Linked DNA regions of Mus musculus: region 1 is linked to region 2. A link is a contact called in public HiChIP or PLAC-seq data. All regions are on one chromosome and are shown on one strand. The core of a region is the stretch at or near the end of the contact, and the rest is flanking DNA. Distances in the headings are between cores, read along the strand shown. Region 1 holds the start of Il11 (interleukin 11). Region 2 holds the start of Tfpt (TCF3 (E2A) fusion partner).

What was found. HiChIP or PLAC-seq counts read pairs in DNA pulled down with a chosen protein or histone mark.
Region 1: an H3K4me3 HiChIP or PLAC-seq map of stem cell-derived neural progenitor cells shows a contact between it and region 2, with 2.7 times the contacts expected there. The contact joins the promoter of Il11 here to the promoter of Tfpt in region 2. A contact is called at or near these places in 5 of 39 promoter capture datasets (cranial neural crest, hippocampal neurons, liver and 2 more), 1 of 484 Hi-C or Micro-C datasets (cerebellum), 5 of 115 datasets of contacts at active chromatin or transcription factors (embryonic stem cells, large pre-B cells, pancreatic cancer cells and 1 more) and 1 of 9 other capture datasets (adipose tissue).

Annotation. Positions count from the first base shown.
Region 1 is chr7:4,776,441-4,782,197 of GRCm38.p6, forward strand. It overlaps Il11 (interleukin 11), which reads right to left and starts at 1,701. Exons shown (of 5, transcript NM_008350.4): 1 at 1,540-1,701; 2 at 1-57. The coding sequence starts at 1,546.
Region 2 is chr7:3,627,080-3,632,681 of GRCm38.p6, forward strand. Tfpt (TCF3 (E2A) fusion partner) reads right to left here and starts at 2,850. Exons shown (of 6, transcript NM_001290381.1): 1 at 2,473-2,850; 2 at 1,749-2,007. The coding sequence starts at 2,495. It overlaps Prpf31 (pre-mRNA processing factor 31), which reads left to right and starts at 2,906. Exons shown (of 14, transcript NM_027328.4): 1 at 2,906-2,977; 2 at 3,479-3,663; 3 at 3,766-3,826; 4 at 5,589-5,602. The coding sequence starts at 3,487. Gm15927 (a long non-coding RNA gene) reads right to left here. Exons shown (of 6, transcript XR_003946711.1): 5 at 5,119-5,416; 6 at 3,992-4,324.

The sequences.
Region 1 (5,757 bases), core at 451-2,950, 1.1 Mb after region 2:
GGGCAACGACTCTATCTGGCCAGAGGCTCAGCACCACCAGGACCAGGCGACAAACACCTGTGGACAGAAGGGAGAAATCAGGCCAAACTCTGGGTCTGAGGGAGTAGGACTGGGGTCTAGATTCTTCTGCCTCTGAGGAAGAAGGGCTAGAGTCTAGAACCTGGGTCTGAGTGAGGTAAGCTAGGGTTCGGAATTTTGGTCTTGAAGGACTGTGGTCTGGACTTTACGGTCTGGAGGAGGAGGGATGGATGGAGCCTGGATTCTGGGTCTGAGGGAGGGCAGGCTGGGCCTCGGGACCCTGGATCTGCAGAATAAGGGCTAGACTCTGGACTCCAGGTTCTAGGGAGAAGAGCTGAGGTTTGGGCTCCTGGGTCTGAGGGAGGAGGGCTGGAGTCTGAACGCCTGGATCTGAGGGAGGAGGACCTGGAGGTCTTGAGTCTCAGGGTGGGGCGCCCCGGGGCAGGTCGCAAAGCCCGAGCCCGGGCGGGCTTCCCTCTCCCTCCCTGGCTCTGGCTGCCCCGCCCGTCGGAGCAGACGCGGCCCGGGGCGGGTAGACGGGCCGGGCGTCTCCCGTCCGCCCCCGGACGCCGGAATCTGGGCCCCGGGGCGGGGCATGACGGGGGGGGGGGAGGTACAGGCCAGAACCTGCCCCCCTCCCCTGCCCCGGGAGCCCTAGCCGGCCTGGGAACAGTGGTAGGAGTCAGAGACTGGAGCTGACACCCGAACACACGGATTCCTCTCCAGGAAGGTGCCTGGACCCATTCCCATATGCCCTCAAAGGTGGCTGCAGAGGGCTGGGCCGTTGGGTCGGGGAGGACCTGGGCGCACCTGGTCTGAGAGGCGCTCAGGGACGCACGCAGCTGAAGACCCGTCGGGCCGCGTTCGGGGCTCAGGGGCTAGGGACAGCTCCTTTGCCGGCTGCCCATCCCCCAGCTGCCCCGCCCACCTCTGAGACAGCCAGCCAATCAGAGCCCCCCGGGCCACCAAGCTCAAGTATCACACCCCCAGCCCGCCCCCTGGTCCCCTCTAGCTATGCCTAGTCCTTCGCAAGCCCCTCCTGGGCCGTCTGTCGGTGCACCCGTCCCCTAGCCGGTGCGCATCTGTCTGGCTCTTTAAGCTCTCTGTCCGCACCTCTCTTTCGTCTGCCTCCCCTGCCTGTTTCTCGTCCTCTGGGGCTTGCTGTCATCTGGGATTCTCTGCCTCAGTTTCCCACCCTGAGACGCGCTGTTGGAGTTCGTGGTTGTCTCTGTTCCTAGATTCCCACTGACTCCCTGGGATACCCGATCCCTTAAGGATCACCTCCCTCCCAGCATCTGTCCCTCTGTCCTTGTCTGGCTGTCCCTTGCCTTGTTCTGTCTCTTTCTCTGTCCATCTCTTCTCTTAAACTCCCACTTTTCTCACTATTCTTTCTCAATCTGACTCCCCGTGACTCCTCTTTTCTATCCCTCTGTCCCTACTCTGCTTCGCATCCTCCCCACTCCCTCAATCCTTCCCCCCCCCCAACCCTGTCCCCTCACCCATGAACTGGAACCAACTTACAGTTCATGTCCCCACAGGCCAGGGGTTCCCCAGGGCAGGGGGCAGGGAGCCGGGGGGGGGGGCTTTAACCCTTCCCTGTCCGCTGCCGGGGGACCCAGGGGGTCAGCTGGGCCTCGGCCTGGGGAGGGGAGGTTTGTGAGTGTGAGCAGCAAGGGCCAGGCAGTGAGGGAGTGTGTACGCCTGGGGGGTTATATAGGGGGCCGGGGCGGGCGGGCGGGGGGCAGGCAGCAGGGGAGGGCGGCCTGACACATCCTGACTCACCCTCCCTCCTGCCTTTTCCATTCAGACGAGCCGGCTGCCTAGCAGGGCTCACACCGCCTTGCTTGGAGGAGGGCACGGAAGGAAAAGTTGGAAAAGTTGAAAAGTGAAGGGGGGGTGGTCTGAGAGGGGCCGGTGAGGTCATTGGCGTCCCCTCCCTCCACCTCCACGGGCTGGGACAGACACACAAGGCTCAAGAGCTCTATGGAGCCTGGCTGTGGGTGGTGGTCTGCATGGACCAGGACTAGTACTGAGAGATGGTGAGGCAGTAGAAGAGGCAAGTCCAGGGCCTGAGGAGGTGGAGGTGAGGGGGGAGAATCTGGACGACAGAGAGAACACTGGGGCAGAGATGGAGCCTCTAAACCCAGAATGGCTGACAAATGCACAGAGATGGGGACAGCAGGATATAGAGATACCTAGCCTCTGAGATGGAGAGACACTGGGAACTGAGGAGCTGAGGATGTGGCTCAATTGGCAGAGTGATGGTACATACACACCTGCACTCTCAGCACTGGGAAGGCGAAAGCAGGAGGTTCAGAAGTAAGTTCAAGGTCATCCTTAGCTACACAGTGAGACTGAAGCTAACCTGGGCTACTTGAAACCCCATTTTAAAAAAGAAGCAGCGATCCCCAAGCGGAAAGGGGCCACAGACATGGGAAGAGAAGACTCAGGCTGCAGAAGAATACCAAAGATGAGGTCACCTGGGAGACAGGTTAGATGAGGTAGCTGAGGACCAAAAGAAAAAGGAATAAAGGCTTTCTACAGAGGTGTCTCTGGCTGTGTTGCTGCCCTTCCCCCCAACTTGCCAGTTCTGTAAATGGGGCTGAGACTATCTTCTATGGCTAAGGAGATGACCCAGGGGGTAAGAGTGCTTGCTGCACAAACATGAGGAGCTGAGTTGAATCCACAGCACGTATATAAAAAGCTGAGCATGTGTAACTGCAGCCCTGTGGGTGGAGAGGTGGAGATGGCGGGGTCACTAGGGCTTGTCTTCCAGCCTAGCTCCAGGTTCAGTGAGAGACCCTTTCTCAAGAGCGTAAGGTTGAGAGTGCTAGAACTTCCCAGTGTCCCCCTCTGGCCTCTGTACACTTGCATGTAAGTACAGATAATCTACCCACATATACATACACTCCCAGACACACATACATCCCTTCCTACCCCTAAATGCCACAGTGAGGAGTCTTGTACAAACTACTACTAGAGAAATGTTTTTGATCTCATGGTTACAGTTTATCAGCTATACTGAGGCACAGGTAGTCACTGCGAGAGATGGCAAAATGAGTGGTGAGTGGATGGGTACTAGAAACTTAGACAAAGCCGCATTCAGAGAAGGGGGTGTCTATCCAGGAAAGAGCCAAACACACCAGTTCAGTGACTGCAGCAATACCCACATACCGTGTTCAACAGGTGACTACCATTGGTTCAGAATTCACAGGCCCTTAAGGGATGGCGACACCAAAATCAGCTCACATATATTCCCAGAAGCCTCCTCAAGAGGGAAATGGGATAGCTCTGAACACAGGACAGTTACATGAACTGCAAAAAATCTCTTTGTAGACCACCCATGCCCATCTTTTGGGCCCATTGCATTGGCTGGAGATGGGGGAGTAGGGTGAGGGCTGGCTCTGGACTGACTGGCAGCCAGAGGCTTCCCCTCCCCATCTTTCACCACTAGGGGGGAAGAACTGCTCAGATCCCCCAGGGGGTGAGGTCAGAGCCCCCACTCCCACCCCAATGGTGGGGTATGACCTCATCACCTCAGGTAAGAGCTCTTTCTCTCCCTTTCTTGGTTTGTCACACCACCCCTTTGAGAGGCCCCCCAGGGGCCCTCCTCAGCCCCTGCTTCTGCTGGGACCCAGGCTTCTGACCACTGGGTCTCCGCCCCTCAGGGGGCCTGTTTCCGGCTGAGTCATCGTGGGGGGCCCAAGGCTGCGTCAGTGAGGGGAGAGCTGACGTAGCACCCCCCCAGACTATGGGGGCTAGCCAAGGTGACTCAGGCCACCAGCCTGGGGAATGGACTGGCCTGAGGGGACAGGGGACTGGGCTTGTAGCCAGACCTGGCCAATACCAGGGACTGCAAATGCCAGCCCCTTCCCCCAACTGAGATTGAAGAACTCATACCATTCCCCCACCTCCTCATCTCCCCATATTCCTTAAACCCAGGGTACAGATCCCAGCCCTCTTCCCTCAGGCCCAGGTTCTCAGGTATTTAACCCTCCTGAGAGGGTTAAACTCAAACCCTGGGTACAAACCCTAGCCCTCCTCCCTCTGATCCAGGCTCTCAGGTACTTGGCCAACCAACCCTCTTCTGTCATACCCAGTGTACAGACCCTTGCTCTTTTCAGAACCAGGGTTCTAGATCCCAGCCCTCTTCCCTCAGACCCAGGGAACAGACCCCAGCCAGCCAGCCCTCCTCCATCAGACCCAGGCCAGGGAACAGACCCCTGCCAGCCCTTCTTCCTCAGATCCAGGGTACTAAACCCTCATTTTTATATAGGTGGAAAAAATATGTGATGTCCTACAATTGGGAGAGCTTTGTGTTTGAGGAAGTTTGTGAGTCTGGGTGGTGGGCTCCTTGCTCGTTCTCAGTCCTGCTCCACTTTCCAACCTGGGGATTGTGGGGAAAGACTCATCTTCCCCAGAGTGACCACAGAAGGACTGAAGAGTGGACTTGGGAGTCCTGCCTGGGTCTTCCCTGGGTGAGGGTTGGGATACCAGTTCTATGGAAATGAGACAGAGAGACAGATGAGGTAGGAGGCTTTTGGGAATCCCCCCAAAATGACGGAAGACAGCAGAAATAAACAAATACAAACAGGATCTCACAGCCCAATGACGAGAAGACAGAAGCAAAAGAGTGCTAGGGAGGCCAACTTGAGTACTCAAACACAGAGGCAGAGGGTAGAAGGTCTCTGAAGCATATCACGAGGTGTCCCTAGGATGTGGGGATCTAGCCAGGGGGGGCCTTCCTTGATGGTGTGCTGGCCCCTGGGGTGAGCTGGTGCTGGCTGGGCATGATGTCAGCACATCCCAGGCTGTGTGTGTCCGTCTGTCTGTCCCTGGGGGGTCCTGTCTGGCCTCTGGGGGGTGACGAGGCAGGTCAGCCACAGAGGCAGCCCAAACCTGTCATTAGCGGTGAGGGCCTTGACGGCGCACCCCCCCCCCCCAATCCCAATCCGCAGCGGTCCAGGGCCAGGCAGCTCCACCTCCACCCCCTCCTTGATCCCTGAGGAATCCAGGGAATTGGGAAGTGGGTCCAGATGGTGTTGACACAGGAAATGGTCAGCAGCTGCCCAGTCTCAGCCCAGCAACCCCTCTGACCCCCACCCCCAGGCCCCCTGCCGAGCCCCCTCGGACCTGTGTCATCTCTGACGGAGACAGCCCAGGGCCCACTCAGCACCCTCTAGGATGTTTACAGTAGGACCTAGGGATGAAAGAGAGTCACCCTCCTAAGCTTCTTGGGAAACAGGGGTCTGAGTTCAGACCCCTCCCTCCCACGGAAGGGACAATCCAGGCCCCAGACCCTCCCTCCACCCCCCAGATCTGAAATAGGCCCGGGCTTCCTCAGAATCAAGGGTCTAGACCCCAACACGCCTCCCTCAGACCACGAGAGCCTTCCTTCTTCAGATCCCAGAGTCTTGGGTCTTCTTCCCCTAAAAGCCTCAGTTCAGGACCCAGCTCTTCCTGCTCAGACTCACGTTCCCAAAACCTGCCTCCCTCAGCCTCTAGGCTCACAGTTTTCAGTCTCAAGGATTCCCTTCTCCAGACATCTTCACCCCCTCTGACCCAAGCCATGGGTGCCCCAGCCATCCCATGAGCCCAGGGCCAATCCAGGACCTCCATCAGGAACCAAGGAACACTTCTCACTATGCCAGGGGAATACTGCGCTCAGGTGAATGAGGAACCAGAGTGACATAGCTCCAATCTGGCTGGCTGGAAGCTAGGAGGGCAATCTTGGGTAAA
Region 2 (5,602 bases), core at 1,600-4,099:
CAGGCTCTGCTATTCATCAGCTGTGTGGATTCTTGCAAATTACTCAGCTGAACTTTGGGTTTGTGCACGTGGAATCTGATCTTAGTAGGGGGGAATTAAGAACAGAGGCTTAGGGGATGGAGCAAGAGCTCAGCAGTTAGGAATGCACACTTTGGGGACGGGAGAGCTGGAGGGATGGCTCATCCATAAAGAGCACTGGTTTTTCTTCCAAAAGATCCAGATTCAATTCACAGTACCCACATAGTAGCTAACAACCAATTTCAACTACAATTCCTGGGATCTAATAGCCTAGTTCAACCTCAGTGGGCACCAAGCATGCACATGGTACATAGACATACATGGAGGCAACCTCTCATAAACATAAAATGTGTATGTATGTATGTATGTATGTGTATATCAGTCAATCTATCTCTCTATATCTATATATACACACACATATACAAACATATATATGTATACATAAACAAACATATACTGTATGGAGAGAGCTTGCTTCTCTCTCAGAGCACCAGATTTCAGATCTCAGCATCCGCACTAGGTAGCTTACAAACACCTGTAAGTCCAGCTCTCCCCTTCCTGAACTCTGTTAGTACCACACTTGCTAAGCAGTGTTTAGAATCCCTTCCCAATCTCCTCAGCCTCAGCCTCTCCCTTTCCAGGACTTGCACACACCGTGTTTCAGGATGTCACCCACACCCAACAAAGATTTGTTGGAATCCTAACCCAATACTTCAAAAAGTGAGCATCATGCAAACACAGTAATGCCAGAAGCAGCCATGGCTCAACAGAAGTCACTGGTGCAGAGCCCAACCTGAACTTTGTCCTCATGAAAAGGAGAAACTGAGACACTGCCCTCCACCCCAGCCCTCCTATCACCCCCCTCCACCTCCTGTCTGTGCACTAGTTTCAAACCCCTTGCCAGCTCCCATTCATCCAAAGCGCAAATTCCAAACTTCTTCTCTGGTGTTCCTGACTTACTAAGACCTACTTACATTCTGCCCATAGCTCCTTCCTCCTTCTTACTAAGGAGGTGAACTAAAGACTCACGCGATGAGTTAATCTGAGAAAAGAAGGACCCAAGTGAGGTTCAAGAGGCAGAGTAGGCAAGCCTGGAGGTGCCTTAGGTGAGAGGCTGTGAATGAAATCTGAGAGTCACCTGTGACATACCAGAGGCAGAGTATCTGATGCTGTGATGGTTATTACTGATTTTTCAACTTGACAAGATCTAAAAATCACCTAAGAGACAAGACCCTATGCATGTCTTTGGCATGTGGGTTAATTGAGGTAGGAAGATCTACTCTAAATGTGGGCAGCACCATATCATGGGCTGGAATAAACTGAATAAAAAGGGAAAGTCAAGCTGAGTGCCAGTAGTCATCTCTCCATCTCTCTGCTTCCTGCCTATGGATGCAACATCACCAACTGTCTCATGCCCCTGACACTGTGTCTTCTCTGCCGCCACAGATCCTTAAACTCCAAGTCAATGTAAGCCTTTCCCCAAGTTGCTTTTCCCAGGTCACAACAAGAAAAGTAATGAATATAAATATTCTGGAAGAGACTACTTAGGGTGCCTGGCACAGACTTAGACCCACATGGATCTGTTCACTTGTTCAAGTACAAAAGGAAAGGGAAAAAGAAGGACATGAGGAGGAGGAGGAGGCGGTATGAGGAGGGGGTGGTGTTGGCATCGGCAGCGAGGCGGCAGTTCTGGCGAGAGGACCCCCAAATGGGAATCCACACTTACCTACCTGCTCGATCTCCCGGCAGCGCCGACCTAGTGCCTGGTACTTTCTACGATTTAGTTCCCGCTGGCGACGCCTTCGACCCCGGGCTGCCTCTTCCTCTTCATCTCGCTCCCGGAGTCCTGAATCACCCAGACCACCGGACACAAATTCCACTTCTGTCTCTAGCTCACTTTCTAGGATGTGGCCACCAAACAGGGGAGGCAGAGCCAGCTCTGAGCCTGGTGGCGCTGAGAACTCTTCAAAGCCCACGGCTGCCATGGTCCTGTAGGGCCAAGAAGTTTTAGGAGCCTATATTCTGGCTCTCCAAGTCCCTCCCAGGGGGACTTAGGTCCAGGCCCCAGCCTGGAGCCCAGATCCTAGCCCTCTCCTCCATCACACCCAGCAGCCCAGACTCTAGCCCTCCTCCCTCCTACCAAGAAGCCCAGACCCTAGCCCTTCTTGGTCACTGCCAGGGATCCAGGCCCCAGTCCTCGTCCCTAACAATGAGGAATCAGACCCTAGCCTCCTCCCTCAGACTTTGGAGCCCACACTCCAATCTCCTTGCTCTCAGATCCATAAGAACAGCAAATTCCAAATCTCCCCTACGATGCTCCAGTACTGCCTCCGGTTCTCCCACAGAGATTCGAAAAGAAAGCAACTGCACGAACTTCCCCATCGTCCCTGAGAGCACTACAGCCGATCGTTGCTGTTTTTGGAGTCCCCGTTTACACAAAGCTCAGCTACTCACCCCTCTCTCTGTTCCAACTCCATTTCTCTGGTCAAGAGACACCTCAAGCCTCAGAGAGGTGGAGTCTTGCGCAAAACTACCTCTCCCATCAGGCCTTGCGACACAGGAAAACTGGGAATTAAAGTTTCCTACTCTGCCTTCGTTTGCACCCGACTCCAAATTGCGGCTTGAAGCCTTCGGTTTATCCTCTAGCGCCTGCACCGATCGTCCACGTTGTCACCTTCTTTACTCCTGTCTTGTCGCAGTGTCGACTAGCCAAAGCGAATCTCTGTTTAGCAGGCTCAATCCACGGCGACGTACGACTTCCCCTAGCCCTAGAACCCAGCACTCCCGGTCGCCGTCCCGCGAGGCGGCTGCTAATAAAGTTGTTGTCCAAACGCTGCCGGAAATGTCGTAAACGGCCAATCAAAACACAGATTTATCGGCGGCAAGTAAACGTCATCAAAGAGAGCCGAAGCTCTGGGGAAGCAGATTTCTTGGAAACGATTGTGAGAGGATCGAAGCGGTGAGTGTGATGGAGAAGAAGGGATGGCCGGAAGCCAAGCTACTGGAGGAGAAAGTGTAGCGGGCGACTTAAATCATAGTATAAATAATAATATTAAACGTATGGAGCGCCTTAGAACTAATATTCAAGACGTGAGTGGATCACAGCATAACTTTAGGCTGAAATATGGCACGTGGGCCAGACGGGTGGAATGAAAGAACTGAAGGCAGGGTGAGGGAGCAAAGAGCCGGGTTAGGCAAAGATGAATAGTTGCTCAAAGACCCAGAGGTGTGGGGAAAAGTTGCCAGGTCAGGTGGTACCTGGAGGGATGTGCTGTGTTCTGTGTGGGTAGGAACAGGAGACAACCTCCGTGAACTAAGCAAGCTGTGGAGCCTGCGTGCGGCTACAGGAGCTGATGAAGAAGAAACTTAAGGGGATCCGGGAGAAGGTGCTCCTTCTGGTGATATGAGTGGACAGGGTCAAGATGCAGTATTAGGGAACCCCATTCTCCCTTTCCCATAGGCCTTGGGATGTCTCTGGCTGATGAGCTCTTGGCTGACCTCGAGGAGGCAGCAGAAGAAGAGGAAGGAGGAAGCTATGGAGAAGAGGAGGAGGAGCCAGCAATTGAGGATGTACAGGAGGAGACCCAGCTGGATCTTTCTGGAGATTCAGTCAAGAGCATTGCCAAGCTATGGGACAGCAAGATGGTGAGGTGGCACCCTTTAAGTCAGCGTTCCTAGGGAGGAGTGGCCGGAGAGCAGTTCTTTCTGAGAGGCCTAGTTTCTGACTGTGCTCTCCTTCCTCATCAGTTTGCTGAGATCATGATGAAGATTGAGGAGTATATCAGCAAGCAAGCCAACGTGTCGGAAGGTGCCTCCCACCCTCACTTTCCTCTGCCCATTCTGACTCCCCGACTCTCTTGCTCCTTATGGTTTTATCACCAAGTGTCTCCCTCCTCAGCTTTCCTCAGAGCATTCATTCTTCTTTTTTTTTTTAAATCCAGTTACTGACCCTCTGAAAACATACTGCATTGTACCCAGACATGATATGTGTTTATATCTCACCACTTAGGAGACTGAGGCAGCAGGTACATGAATGAGTTCAAGTCCAGTCTGGTCAGAGTCAGCCTGGGTAAAACCCTGTCTCAGAAATAGGTACATTCATGGAGTTGGAGAGATAGTTAAGAGTATCTGCTGCTCTTCCAGAGGTCTTGGGTTTAGTTCTTAGCATCCACATGGGTCATAACTATCTGTAACTCCAGTTCTTGGTGATCTGACATCTTCTGCTCTCCATGGGCATTATATATATATTATGCACATCAGGCAAAACGCATACATACATTTTTTTTAGAAGAAAGTGAGACAACACCTATGTTTAAAAAAAAGGAAGAAAGAAAAATAAACATGCATATTGTACTATAAAACTGATGTGTTTTCTAATTGTGAGAAGACTTGTCTCTGGGTTCTCTGAACTATAGGACCTTTTCCACATCCACAGACAGGGTGTGTACACATGTATGTACGTATATTTTTAAATATGGAGACAAGGTTTCACTCTGAAGTTCAGACTGGCCTAGAAGTTACTAGGTAGCCTATAGTGGCCTTGAACTCTCAGCAACCATCCTTTTTCAGCCTCCTGAGTGTGAGGCAGAAGCAACCATGCCCACTCTGTAGTCCCTACAGAAGGGACTGACTAACCCTGCATTGGGTCAGGGAAGAAGTGCCCCCTGTTGGAATTTGAGTACTTGTGCTAACCCTGGGGAAGGAACAAGGGCTGTTAATTCACTGAGTGATGGGAGTCTCCCAGCCAGCTTCTACAGGGATTCCAAGTGGCAGGCAGAGAAACTTCTTGTTCCGTAAAGCCAAAGAAAGTCACAGAACGTGACTGCCTGATGTCAAGTTTGATGAATCAGGTCTGCTCATGTCAGGTGTCTTAACTAGTGGGGGAAGTGGACACAAAGCCTGTCTAGCAGAGGTGGCCCAATTCATGCAGACTGTCACCCTTCTGGGGTGGAGGTGGGGGGTTGTTTAATGCCCTCAGAGTTTTAATGACCTAAAGGGACATGTGAGGCCACATTACTCAATACCAATTTAATTGTCTATGCATAAAGTGTGGTTTCTAGAAACAGACTTAAGGAATGTCCCAGGGAGATGGAGCAGTACCTGTGAAGGCAGGAGGAGTGAAATAGCCTTGAGTGCCCGGTGGCGGCTGGGAGGATGGAGCAGAAAAGCAGAAAGGATAATGCTGTAGAGCCAACGAGTCACCGGATCTCACTGAAGGGACTCCTGTGCTGTGTGCACCAAGGTTGCAGGTGTGGGGAACGTGGACCTCCATCTGTATGGGAGACCTTGAGTGCCAGTCTGAGGATCTTGCTCGCTAGCCTCAAGGCTTTGGGAAGCTATAGGAAGGTTTAATTTTGGAGCAAGATGAGGTCAAGACCAGATTGACCCAGAGGATAGACTGCAGGAGAAAGATGAGAAGCAGGAGTAAGGCTCCTGGAGAGGAATATAAGCCTCAGTGAATTCTTCAGCCCTTATGTAGCCCCCTCAGCCCCTCCTTTCTGATTCCATCCAGCCTCCACCTCAGTCCCCAGCTTCGTTCCTCCCCCATCCATATCCCTTCTTCTTTGTAGTGATGGGACCAGTG